2 separate regions of the Mus musculus genome follow, and region 1 is linked to region 2. The links are chromatin contacts, called in public Hi-C maps. All regions are on one chromosome and are shown on one strand. Each heading gives the region's core, a stretch centred on a gene start, on an enhancer-like site or on the middle of the called end of the contact. The rest is flanking DNA. Distances are from core to core; before and after follow the strand shown.

What was found. A called contact is a pair of places that touch in the nucleus more often than the background predicts.
Region 1: a Hi-C map of cerebellar granule neurons shows a contact between it and region 2, with 2.3 times the contacts expected there. The contact joins two enhancer-like sites. A contact is called at or near these places in 3 of 484 Hi-C or Micro-C datasets (cerebellar granule neurons and cerebellum).

What each region holds. Positions count from the first base shown.
Region 1 is chr10:50,132,250-50,139,771 of GRCm38.p6, reverse strand. No RefSeq gene overlaps it. Among named protein-coding and RNA genes, the nearest start is that of Gm40642, 28 kb to the right of the region's middle. Within about 2 kb of position 1,826, at least 8 of the 459 cell types and tissues checked have an H3K27ac peak or open chromatin away from gene starts, as enhancers often do. A contact at or near this core is called in cerebellar granule neurons and cerebellum, where this site is marked.
Region 2 is chr10:49,637,034-49,643,591 of GRCm38.p6, reverse strand. The region is part of intron 2 of Grik2 (glutamate receptor, ionotropic, kainate 2 (beta 2)); the gene reads left to right. Among named protein-coding and RNA genes, the nearest start is that of Grik2, 150 kb to the left of the region's middle. Within about 2 kb of position 3,486, at least 7 of the 459 cell types and tissues checked have an H3K27ac peak or open chromatin away from gene starts, as enhancers often do. A contact at or near this core is called in cerebellar granule neurons and cerebellum, where this site is marked.

The DNA of each region.
Region 1 (7,522 bases), core at 577-3,076, 500 kb before region 2:
TCTAACCAACTAAACTATCTGGCTCAAGTACATAGCCTTTCAGTGAAAGGAGGTGGTGATTTTGGAGAGAAATACACGTTAAATTCTTGTTTCTGTTGTTTATGAGGTAACCATTTTCTTCCTATTGTGTGCTCTTGTGTATTTGCTTGTGAAGAATAATGAGATGGGTTTGTAGAAGAGAGATGTTGTTCCATTATGATAGATGGAATGCATTTATCCATCTATGGATAGATAAGTAGATGCAGAACCCTTTGAACTTTAACACTCCAGTGTTAATTCTCTTATTGTCAAGAACTGTATCCACTTCTGAGGTAGTGGGAGGATAGATGGATGTATCTGAAACAGTGAAGCTTTTTTCTTCCTTCCTTCCTTCCTTCCTTCCTTCCTTCCTTCCTTCCTTTCTTTCTTTCTTTCTTTCTTTCTTTCTTTCTTTCTTTCTTTCTTTCATACAATATATTTTAATCAGTGTTTCCCTCTCTCCAACTCTTTTTCAATTTTTATTAGATATTTTCTTCATTTACATTTGAAATGCTATCCTGAAAGTCCCCATATCCTCCCCCAGCCCTGCTCCCCTACCCACTCACTCCCACTTCTTGGCCCTGGCATTTCCCTGTACTGGGACATATAAAGTTTGCAAGATCAAGAGGCCTCTCTTTCCAATGGTGGCCAAGTAGGCCATCTTCTGCTGCATATGCAGCTAGAGACACGACCTTTGGGGGTACTGTTTGGCTCTCTCTTTCCAGGTCTTCCCCACCTCCTCCAATGTTAATGTTCCTTCTCTTTCAAAATAACAAAAGAGAAATCTCTCCAACCAAAAAAACCCCCACAAATCCAAACACAAAAATAACCTATTGAAAAATTAAAACGGAAATTGAAACAAAGAAAAACAAGGTAAAATGTGCATACAAAACAAAATGAAACAAAAAAATTCTACTAAAACAAACAAACAAACAAGCAAACAAATACACCAACACTATGGCGTTCTATTTGTGTTAGCCGGTTATTACTGGGTAGGAGGCCTGACCTGGAGTCTTGTTTATATTGCCAGACTCTGTTGAAGAAAACTGATTTTCTATTTGGTGGTGAGTATTAGCTGCAAATAACCGTTTTGGTAAAATTCTCAACCTCAGGTCTACTTCCTACCTCTCAGTACTGGGATCCTGCCTGGTTTAAATCTGTTGGGGTCTTGTTGGTGTGTTGCCACAGTCTCTGTGAGTTCACATGTATGTCTATCCTCTTTGTGCCAGGAAGGCACAGTTTCCTTGGAGTCATCCATCACCTCTGACTTTTACAATCTTTCTAACTCTTCTTCTGCACAGTTACTCCAGACCCAAAACTTACTTTACAGCTTTTACAGGTCATCTGCCAGTTTGGTTTCTAAGCAGATCCTGAGGTCTGGTGTTCTCCTCCACATCTTCTCCTTTCCTAAACTTGCAATTATTCTTGTCCTAAAGAAGCTCTTAATACTGGCACTAGGATTGATGAACAAGGGATATAAAGAATGTTCTGGAGTGGGGTGGGAACTGGCTTGGTAGATCTTAGAAAATTATGAAGAGCACAGAAATTTAAAGGAACAAACAAAGCATTTGTAAACAAACACCCCACAGTATAAACAAAAGAAACCATACAACATTACAGGAGTGCAGATGTAAGTTCAGTTGGGCGTTGTGGCCTTTCTCTGACGATCACAGAGTCTGGCCCTTTGGATGCGTCCCAGACTGGACATGCGGAAATATGTTCGTAAATTCTTGCCAAGTAAAGACAAGAGAAGGGAGCCATCTGGTGTGGGAGGTACACGCTGGTTAACTCTATCAGGAAGCAGGTGGCCAGGCAGTAGGGGGTTTCCAGGCTGAGAACTAGCGAAAGTACAGACTGCACTGGTGTGATGGACAGTGAGCATCAGCACAAGAGACAGAAGTCTACTAAGTGGGAGGATGGATTTCATGAGGAAAAACTGCCCCTTTTGTTCTGTATTTGATTTAGGTAGGATTTAATTTTTTTCTGCAAGCATTTATTTAATGCCTACAATGTATAGGACACTAATTTTGGCAAAATAAGAAGAAATGTCCTTTTAGTAAAGGAAGATATATTCTTTAGCAAAGAAATGATTCTATAGGCACAACGCCTCATAGCTTCCTAAGTGTAAATGCATGACTTCAGGTATATGAAAATCTAGGTTTGTTACTTAACACAAGAAGGATGCTCACTGTATTTGCAATACACATCTCCTTGCTTTGGCAGCTTACTTTTCTTGGTGATATTACAACTCAGAAATAAATACAGAAAATTTATGAATTAAAAAAAGTTACGGCAACTTCTTTACTAAAAGACTAAGTCAAAGTGAAGAAGCCACTAAGTTTTGCCCAAGGTCACATGATTTCTTACAGCTAAAATTTGGGTCATTTTATATGTGTTTTAAACCTAGAGGTTACAGTGCAGCTAGCATACATGGCTTTCTGAATATGAGAAAGTATATGCCACTGTCCTTCTGATCTTCGATGTTTCCCTCTTTCACACACAATCCTCCTAATGATTCCATCATTTGTTTAAAATTATGTGAGTCTTTAGTCAATAGTCATTTAAGAATTTTACACTTTTTTAACATTCTGCTAAAATTACATTTTTGATTGTTTTCTAAATTAGCTGCCTATTCACAGCTAAGCTTTCTGAAAGTACCTCTGGCCAGCTGGAACATTAGGGCTTTTTCCTGTTTAAGTGAAAAAGTAGTGGGATACTTTAACTTTGCAGTGTTCACATCCAGTGCTTCACCATGCCTGAACCCAAGCCATTGACTTTCTTGGCTTCCCAACATGATAAACTACATCCCATATCACTGAGATGTATAGCTATTAAGATGCTGGAAATTTCTAGAATATTCCTAGTTATGTTTCTAATAGCTTTGTTCAGATCTAAAATTCTGTAGTTTGCTACACTTGAAAAATGTACTTTCCTATAATCTATATGTGGTGAGATTGAGAAAGATTAAATCAGAAGGAGTATTTTGTATATGAAAGACAGAATGCAAAAACTGATTTAAGGTTGGCTATAAAATATCAATGTGTTTTCTCTTTTTTCCTGTCTTTCTGTTTTTGCTTATTTAGACAGTACACACAGTGTAGTTAGGAGAGCTTTGAACTTGCAGTGACTCCTGCTTCAGCCTTACAAGTACATTTTTTTTTCTTAATTTAATGGAATTTTGACTGAAAAAAAAAAACCTGACAGAAAAGCTAAGGGGATGCAATCAATGTTTGAGGAAAGACTTATTTAATTATAACATACAAGAAATCTGTTCTTCCTCTGTGTTTTATTTATAACCTGATCTTACAAAGACATGTTAGAAGAAACCATGCATTCTGGCAACACACTGTGTAACTCAGTGAGCTGACACTGCCTGATCAACTATAAATACTGAGGCCCTGATGAAAGCTGTTGCTGCAATCTGCTACAAACCAGTTCTGCTCTTTCTCTACATGTAACAGCGGCACTTTCAGTCTACAGACCAGTGGTTATAATTCCATAGCAATAAGTAATTTCATACTAGAGCTCAGATTTTACACACAGTGTTTTGAAGTATCCTTTATTCTTCTGTACTGACTGAGACTTCTGAAATTTGGCCTACAAACAGCACTGAGTTGAGCTCTGAGAATGTAGACACTCAACCCTTGCAACAACCTGGAAAGCAGCCATTTTCATTATTTCCATTATACAGATGGGAACCTAAGTCCTCAAAGAGATGAAGTAAATTATCAATGCCATTCAGTCAGTAAGTGGGAAGACTAAACCTTGAATCCAGTTCATAAAACCCAGAGGCTGTATTCTCCACAGTTAAACACTGATAGTACAACAATTAGTATTGTTTGTGACAGTGACTTAGCTTATAATTCTGTAGCCAGCAGTTCTCTGTCTGCCTAGTCTCACTGTCAGTGGACTACATTAAAAAAACAAAACAAAAACAACAACAAAAAATGATGATAGTTGTAGGTAGAAAAATAAAGTTGTAGTCATTAGAAAATGATTGTTATCATCAAGTAACTTTCTGAAAGGAGGTTGAGCAAGCCAATGACGTTAGCATCCCCTGGGGGCTTGTTAGTGCAACTGCTATCTGTCCAAGAGCCTTTCAAACAATTTCTAGATAATGGCTTACATGTACATAGACCAAAGAACTTCTCATCTCAAACAGTATGTCAGACCTGAGAAGAGACTAAAGTGTTCACCCTAACTATTCAAGCAGAGAAATGCAGTATGGCTTTTATTTTTTTTTTCATTTTGATCTTTTGATAAATTTGATACTCCAAAATTTTATTTGAAACATAAGTATTTGATGCTTAAAAGAGTTGAAAACCATATCCTTTTACTCAACAATGAAAAGATACACGAGGAAGGTGAAGTTTTATTAACAATTTGCTCAAAGCAAACTACTAGCAGATCCTAAACTGGAACTCAGAAGTTCGCTTGCCTGCCTTTCAGCTCTCTCTCTCACACACACACACACACAAACATATATCTATATATATACTATTATATATAGTAGTATATGCAGACTATATATATATATATATATGTTATGAGGAGAGAGACTCATATATTTACATATGAATAAGCAGAGTTCTAGCTAGACCTAGAAGCAAATAGCATGTTCAAGGTTAGTATATGTATATATATATATATATATATATATATATATATATATGTATATGTATATGTATATGTATATGTATGTATATATATATATATGAATATGTATTAAAAGTACATACTAATATATATTCAATAAAATATGTACACTCAGTGTATTATGTAGGGATGACTGGCTGGATGTGTTTATAATGACAAGACCAAGGTTTTATTATGGATCTGTCTATAATAATAAGTTTGGTTATTATAAACTTGCTTGCCGACCTAGTTTGGTTCTGACTTAGTTTCCATGACTATAAACATTACAATGATTCTATTAATTGTCCTGACCAACAACTGACAGAAGCTTCTGAAAGGAGGAAGGATTTCTTTTGGTTCACAATGCTAGAGAGCTCAACCTACGTGACAAGGATTGAATGGTAGCTAAAGTGGTTTGATCTCTCTCTGGTAGTCAAGCTTATGGAAAGAGCCTCATATCTTGACAGATGAGGAAGCAGAATTTAAGGAGGACCTAGAAGCAGAGAGCACTCAGTGTCTGTGTCCAGTGAAGCAGTTAGGCAAGGTAGCATTCACATGCTCTTCCCCAAAGCAGTTACACCAGCTGGAAACAAATGATCAAACATGGGACATTCTATATTCAAAAGCAGTGGAGATTTACATAATATTTATTTCCATCCAACTTTTGTATCCAAAGATGTAAAAATATCCCCAAATTACTAATATGGCTAATATTTAAAAGCAACATACAAATTATGCCATAATAAAAATAAATAGCTGAAAAATAAAATTCAATGGGTTTTCTTCTACTCTCCTCTCAGCTGTGGCTCTTGCCTCATAAGCAAAAGCAATGCTTTGTCCTGGTACTTACTTACTTTCAGATGTTTTTTTTATGAATCCCTGATGTGTGTGCTGCATTTATGTTATAAAAATGATTCTTCACTTTTGAAGTTATGTCTTTTGTGGCTAAGGAGTTCAATGGTTACTTTTATGACTGCAAATTATACCCTTAGTATTTGTTCGTTTATCCTTTAAAGTATTTCTTTTGATAGTTCTATCCTGCCTGCTATTAGAAACAATGTAACAACTCTTATTAACTCTACACATTGTAGTTTGATTCCAAAATTGGAAAGCTAGCAAATAGCCATTATGGGAGGAGATGGATATAAATGTTGTTTACGAAGATTAACATTAGAAGGCTTTCATGTTGATGCCCTTACCTTGAGTGCAGGTGGAGCATTTGACTTAGTTTTCATGAATAGAATATGGCAAAGAGTGTTGTCTATAAGGACATAATAATTTGTTCGTGTGTTCACATGCTGTCTCTCTGTCCAATAGCTATTAGAAAAATAGGGAGACTGAAAATATAGATCAGTGATAAAGTATGTGCTTTATATGCATAAAAGTCTGGCTTTACTCCATAGTCCCCAAAGGACATAGAAGTCTCATTCTTTTTTTTTTTTTAATTTCTTTTTTTATTAGGTATTTATTTCATTTACATTTCCAATGCTATCCCAAAAGTCCCCCACACGCTCCCCTACCCACTCCCCCACCCACCCACTCCCACTTCTTGTCCCTGGTATTCCCCTGTACTGAGGCAGATAAAGTTTGCACGACCAATGGGCCTCTCTTTCCACTGATGGCCAACTAGGCCATCTTCTGATACATATGCAGCTAGAGACAGGAGCTCTGGGGAGTACTGGGTAGTTCATATTGTTGTTCCACCTATAGGGTCACAGATCCCTTTAGCTCCTTGGGTACTTTCTCTAGCTCCTCCATTGGAGACCCTGTGATCCATCCAATAGCTGACTGTGAGCATCCACGTCTGTGTTTGCTAGGCCCAGGCATAGTCTCACAAGAGATAGCTATATCTGGATCCTTTCAGCAAATCTTGCTAGTGTATGCAATGGTGTTAGCATTTGGAAGCTGATTATGGGATGGATCCCTGGATATGGCAGTCTCTAGATGGTCCATCCTTTCGTCTCAGCTCCGAACTGTGTCTCTGTAACTCCTTCCATGGGCGTTTTGTTCCCAATTCTAATAAGGGGCAAAGTGTCCACACTTTGGCCTTTGTTCTTCTTGAGTTTCATGTGTTTAGCAAATTGTAGCTTATATCTTGGGTATTCTAAGTTTCTGGGCTAATATCCACTTATCAGTGAGTACATATTGTGTGAGTTTTTTTGCGATTGGGTTACCTCACTCAGGATGATGCCCTCCAGGTCCATCCGTTTGCCTAGGAATTTCATAAATTCACTCTTTTTAATAGCTGAGTAGTACTCCATTGTTCTTAAAAGTACAGAGGGATTAATTCTGTTAACAACTGTCCCGACCTGTGGGATAGTCTAAAAGTGTCTGAGGAACCATCTGTGGAGAGAATGGAGAACAAGAAACACAAAGAACGTACAGCAAGCCTCATTGATCAAGCTGACAAATTTTATTTTCCCAGGCAGGTTTTATACCCATAGAAGCAGGATATGGGAAAGGGGATGAGACAGAATCACTTTGTTTCTGAGAAAACTCACATGTTTCCCAAAAGCAGGATATTGGCTAGGTAAAAAGTTCAGCAGGAGAAACACAACAGAATGGGTTGCTAGGTACCTGACCACAAGACCTATAGTTATTTGTTCTTAACTGGGGGTAGTACTTTCCTACAGAGGCCTCAACTTTTCCCACAGAAATCTCAACTAAGCTAGTACTTTTCCACTAAGGCCAAAACTTTGTAAGTAAGCACTTATGGCTGACAAGGCAGTTAACATTTAAACACGGTCACTCCTAACAAACAACAACCAGAATGAGTAGGAAGGTGAATTCTTTTTCAGTCGTGGCTCCAGATGAGAATGTAGCCATGCAGATACAAGCCAACACTGACTTTGAGCATAGAACAAACTAA
Region 2 (6,558 bases), core at 2,237-4,736:
TGAGAAAGTCACCAGCAGAATGATTATCACCAGTCCTCTCCTCTCAATTATGCATTTATATTAGATTGAATTATTATATTACTTCTTTAATGCCTGACGCAAGTTTTGTTTTCAAGTTGAAGCCCTCTTCTTTGTTAATCTCCTCAGTAGTCTTCTGTATTTTTTTCCAGTGATCTTCACTATAACTCTTAGATACAGGCAACACTCATTTTGTCAAACATTTAGGGAAATCGATTTAGAAAAATAAATTAACTCTCCCAAGCCCAAACTATCAGGTATTTATAAAGTTGAAATTCAAACCTTGCACCATTTATTATTAATATCTGTAGATTTCTTAAAATCCCTAGTTGAGTTGTGCTCAGAAGATAAATATAGAGAAGCATCTTCCAGGAGAGTCATAATGCTAGAGCACAGCCTCACAAGCTTTCTGTTTTCCTGTGTAGTGTATTTCAACAGACTACATTTTTATCTCTAGCATGCTTACTCGTTTTTGATTTCATGTTTCCCATCTTTCAAGCCTTTTAAGACACCCCAAATTGCTTTTAATTTTAGATTATGCTTGTATTTTCTTAATATTTCTCTAGCATTATATATGTGAGTTGCTGAGGAGAAACCCACAGAGGGTCAAATGATTTCCTGCCTGTAAATGATTTCCTTCAGAGGGTAAGTGCCTCTATGAACTTCAACTTGATGTTTGTACAGGAAATATCATGCACTGTCTCCATAGTGTTTATTTCAAATGAGAAAACCAAAAACTGGTTTCTGTTATTTTTCTTTTCTAAAAGCAACTAAAACTCTGAGACTGGGGCCACATGCAACCTATTCACTTGAATAGTACCCAAATGGCTTTTTCTCCAGGAATGTATCTCTAGATTCTCATTTTATACTTTAATTTATACATTATTCTTTGTGATAGACTTGTTGAAATAAAAGAAAAATGTTCTTACACTCTTAATAAAATCTAACCAGGCTCTACTGTGTTTATTCTGAGTCATGTATAGCACAGGGCTGCACCAACCTGAGAAATGTCTGAGAACATGTAACATTGTACAATAGTAAAACAGAAAAGTGAATTTATGTTCTTTCAATGGATACAACTTGATTTTTGAGAATATGAGAAATATATCATTAGCAAAGTAGTAAACAAATATGGTGCAGATATGGATGACACCTTTTACCATGAACAGGCGGGCCTCAACTGAGTGAATCTTTTCAATGTTGACATACTAGGAGAATGGCTACATAATCCAGGTTGGAAGCTCCATTCCTAACGACAGCAATTTCCTAAAAACTCTTTGGATAAACATAAAGCTCTTAGATTAATTATATAATTGGCATTATCACAAATTGTATTTTTATTCTTTCATTTTATTTTCCTGTCTTATTTCTATTCAATCTACTTATTTTTCTTATTTTCCCTACCATATAGTACTTAGTACATTCCCTGGACAAATCTTTCTGTTGCTCCTGTTCCTCTTTACCAAGTACCATACCCATCTCCCCCACTCCACAAAGTCAAATAAAGTCTTTACTCAACTGTTAACTCTGCTGTATAAAAGCAGGGCGTGGTGGCATACACCTTTAATCCCAGCACTTGGGAGGCAGAGGCAGAGGCAGGCGGATTTCTGAGTTCAAGGCCAGCCTGGTTTACAAAGTAAGTTCCAGGACAGCCAGGGCTGTACAGAGAAACCCTGTCTCGAAAAACCAAAAACCAAAACAAACAAACAAACAAAAACAAACAAACAAACAACCCCCCAAAAACAACAAAACAAACAAGAACAACAACAAAAAAAAACTATGCTGCATAAAATTTCATGATTGTTGTCATTAATATAAAAAAGCCCAGTGTAATATTGAAATGTGAAAACAATAAACATGGAAAACAGTTTTCTAGAGTTTACATATTTAGTGCTGAAAGAATATGACTATTACAGTTCTCCTAAAAGTGATTTCAGCCAGAGTGATAAATGTTTCTTTCACAGATCAGAATCTTTTCACTTAAGCATTGCACAGTAGCATTGCAGAGTGATTAACCTGGTGTCCCGATGCTGGTTCTGTGAACATATTCCATACTTTATCTCTACTTTGTCTTTTAAGTTTAAAGTTATTATGGATGTCTTCTATTTTATATTTGGAAGGCACTACAGTAAGGAAGATTAAAGGGAAGACTGGAAACAAATTCAAGATGTGAAATTACTTTGTCATTTTCCATTTTCTTTCCTTTGCTAATAAAAAGTCACTTTACAGCATGAGATTTTCAGCAAAGTATTTCTTAATAATTCCGTATTCTAGTTTTAAGACAGAACAAGAGATCTTAACATACAGAATTGTTGGAGTTCTGTATGATCTAAATTATATATATATATATATATACATATATATATATATATATACAAGTTTGTATATGTATATATATGTATATATATATACATATATATATATTTGTTATTTTTATTGTCAAGACAATTGTACAATAACGAGTTCCCTTTGACATTTTCATACTTTGTTCAAAAATACAAGTGACCTACACGCAATGATTGCAGCATTGGTGTGTATGAATATTTACACTATTTTATTACTTCCTAAATTAAGCTAGTTAATACATATGTAGTTTTAGGACCTTTCACATTCTGCCTTTTCTATTTTCCTGTAACTCTCATTAATTTTAGCTACTTTATCTCATGTTTCATTCTGAAGTGGATTCCTTTTATGTACATTATTGCATTTGACTCTTTTTTTTATATGAGGTGTAATACCAGTGAAAGCAGAGAAATTTTTTAATGATCCTTCTCTAAATTACAAACATATGTTAGTTGCAACATGGTGGCACCTGGGTGGTCTATTGCTTTCAACATAGCTATTACCATAGTCTACTTAGTCATATCCTTGATTATGATTTTATTAACAGTTATAGTATATTTAGGACTTTGAGAAACTTATGTAAACACTCCACACTTACTATATCAGTTACTCTTTCTAAAAGCCATATAAAGTGTGTAACATCATTATTCTGACATAGACATGGAAATTAAGAAATGTCATGATTCCTCTGAGTTCATCATGACCTCATTGTCTCAACAAAACCCTTGTAGCTGCATTGTTTCCTCAAACATAGTACATTGTTCCTTCTCTAATTTGATCCATATTTGAAAATGGCCAATGAGTGGATGACAAACCTAATGTCCATCATTTTCTTTAGGGCAGCTTTGAGGATAGATTTGGGGGATACTAAATGGGTTCAATGATTGAATCCATGGATTGGTCTGTCATTTTGGCAGGCATTGAATTAGAGGCACAAGCACGTACAGCTTCCATTGTGGCATGAAAGGAGAGTGAGTTCCTGTGTCTGGATTCACAGAATACCTCTAGGACAATCAAATGTAAGAGGCCCAGCTACAATGAATTACAAAAATGATGGCCTGTAGAACTGCTCTGTGTGGAAGAGTCCAGCTGGGTGGTGTGGGGGAGGAGGCTTGGCACTTCACAGAGACAGATGCTAGAATGGATATTGCAGGTGGTTTTATGTTCCTTCATGGTGGGCTCATTGGCAGATCTTTCCCTTGGCTCTTTCAGTTTAATCCAAACCGGAGGTGACACTGTCTCTCTGCTGGCAATGACCTTGCTCACCTTGCCAAGGTTTTCCCAATACACATTAGAAAATATTTTTTGTTGGATTTTCATCTGATTTCAGTGAAGCAACACTTTTCTTTTAAATTATAGTGAACCATTTTATGGATGGGACATCTATCTCTACTATTTTGATTTTGAACCATATAAGTGCCAAGATAATGACATCTATTTAAAATCTTGTTCTTGGTTACATATATATGTAACATTTGCAAATATATATTTAAAACCAAAAGATAAAAGATAGCACTTGCTGAGTGGTTCCCATGCATCAGTGTTTCAGAAATTTATATAGATTCTTACTTTTAAGTTTTTCTTATTCGACCAGTTTTATGGGAAACTATAATTACCCTTAGATTCCAAAGAAAAGAGAAAAGAAATTGAAAATTATTAACTTACCTAAGACCACAAAAATGTAGCCAATTAGGTCTTGCAGTAATTCCACTATATCCAGAAACTACATTTTAACCAAGACACCACTTTCTTTCGTATAGTCTTCTTTCGGCCAGGTACTTTATTGCACAAAACATTTTCTGTACTCATGAACAGAAAAATGCATAAAAAGCTCTTTTGCCTAGACATAGAAAATTATAGCTTGCATTGTGTATGTGTGCGCACACATACACAAGTTTGTGTGTGTGTGTGTGTGTGTGTGTGTGCACATGTGCACGTGCTGTCTGTGTGTTGTCTAGTTACTACTGGCTTGAGAATAGGAGACCTGAGTTTTTATTTTAATCAGAAACATTGAACTACATGAAAAAGAATCCTTGGCAGCAGCTGTATATTCTCACTTTGACTTGAAAATTACATTCATTGATATCTTTTTAGTCTTTGAAAAGAAATCTATTGTCCATTATAGCTGCTGCTGCTGCTCTGAACCCTTTTGATAATTGTCCATGCAGAAGCCTGTTCTGTGTTCTTTGAGAAATAATAACGGTATACTGTACTTCACAGGTGCGAACGTGAAATGATTTGCTCTATCATTTTGCTTGCTTAATTTACAGCTTTCTGTATTTAATTATGCCTATTGTTCATAGATTGGATATTGAGAATCCAACAAAGATGATATTTTGAATCAGCTTTGTAATGTCATTTAGTAGGTCTTACACTGCAGGATACTTAAATCTTTTCTTCAATTGTGACAGTTTGGATATCCTCAGGGGTTCCAAGCTGTCTTCAATTATACCAGCTATCTGAATGTGGAATGTAAAAGTACTATTATAGTGGAAAATTAAATATTATTTTCCCCAGTTTTACCTTTTTAATAGTTACTAGCTTCTGCATAGTCACTATTTTATATATATATATATATATATATATATATATATATATATATATATATATATATAATTTTGTATATGTATTTATAAAATTATGTGCAAGCCTGCTGTGGATATAGTTTCTTCAAAACCATATATTGTCACTGGGTGGTTGAATACCTTGGATATATGTCTATATTACTTTCCTAATTATAGAAGTTTAAGACTGCTATATTTATTTTGAAAGTGAGATAGAATCATGTAAGTTTTATGATCATGGGAATTTTGCTGTTATTTCTGCATTCCCCTTGTTTTGAATGGTATTGAAAATCTTGGGCTTGAACACATATGTCTCATCGCGTGATACTACCCTGCGTTCAAAAATGGACAGCTTTATCTGATGTGTGTGATCTCAAAATTCTTGCTGCCACAAGATGCTGAAAGTTGTGCTTGATACATTATCCAAAAAACCACTCAGAATGAAATTTAAAAGAAGAGAATAATTCTCTTTTTATAACTGTTTTTTTTTCCTGGCAATTTTTAATGTGATTATTTGGGAATGCTTTGCATGACATTGGAAAATTAGTGGCTTGGGTGACATCTTGGCTCTAGATGACTGGAGGTGATCACTTGTTGATTCCCTAAAACCTTTTTGCATTTTTGAATGCTGTTACTTTGAGCCTTACTAGTTTTTAGATGCATGCCAGGCTAAGGATGTGTCATTTAATAATCTATATACTTAACCACTATTCATGGACATGCAGTTATTTTTGTTGATTCCTTTAACAAATAAAAGCTTCTGCTCCCAGAAAGAACCTGGCACAGTTTAGGTCCTGATAATAGAGGTGAACAAGACCAACGTGACCTCTAACTTGGCCAGACCCATGTTAGGAATTTTGAATGTAGAGATGTAAGCGGACATTCCTGTACACAATCCTTCTAACTATTTATGCTTTGGTCCTGTTAGCTTTGCTCTTTTCATTGTTGGAATCCTATCTTGTCACAAAAGCCAAATGGATACTAGTAGGAAATAGCAATATATTAACCTATCAGGCAAGATGTGATTGTAGGGGCCTCTCACTTTCTGATAATGTGGCAAGGGTTATACATTAGGAGGGTGTGGGTAAAGCTTCAGCATCAAACATCGTGCTGACCTGAGGAAATAAACTAAAATGAAAAGTTCTGGATGAATTTTAATTTGTTCTGTGAGCAGGCTTATCTGTATAAGGAGTGGCTGGGATTGAGTCAGTTTGTGTATCTGGTCCTATACTATAGGTAGAAGGAACAGACCATCTAGTATTGTAGAAAAAAAGAATAGCATGAAACTGTGAGGAAGCTCATAAAAGTGTTGGAAAAAAATCAACTCACACACTGTCATCATTTGGCAGTTGAGGAAGTTTCGGTTGAAATATCTCAAATGGCATGTCAGAATTGCAAAAAAATTCCTGAGCAGTTTCTCGGTGCTGAAAGAGTGAAATGAGGTTTTAACTGCCTGGGTTTTAAGATGCTAATCCTAAATATTAACCCAGAGTTTCTAGATTTCTTTTTTTTTCTTTCCCTCTGGCAATACTTTAATGGGCTTATGTGATTATTTTACTACTTATGCGTTCTCTTCTCTTCTCTCTCTCTCTCTCTCTCTCTCTCTCTCTCTCTCTCTCTCTCTCTCTCTCTC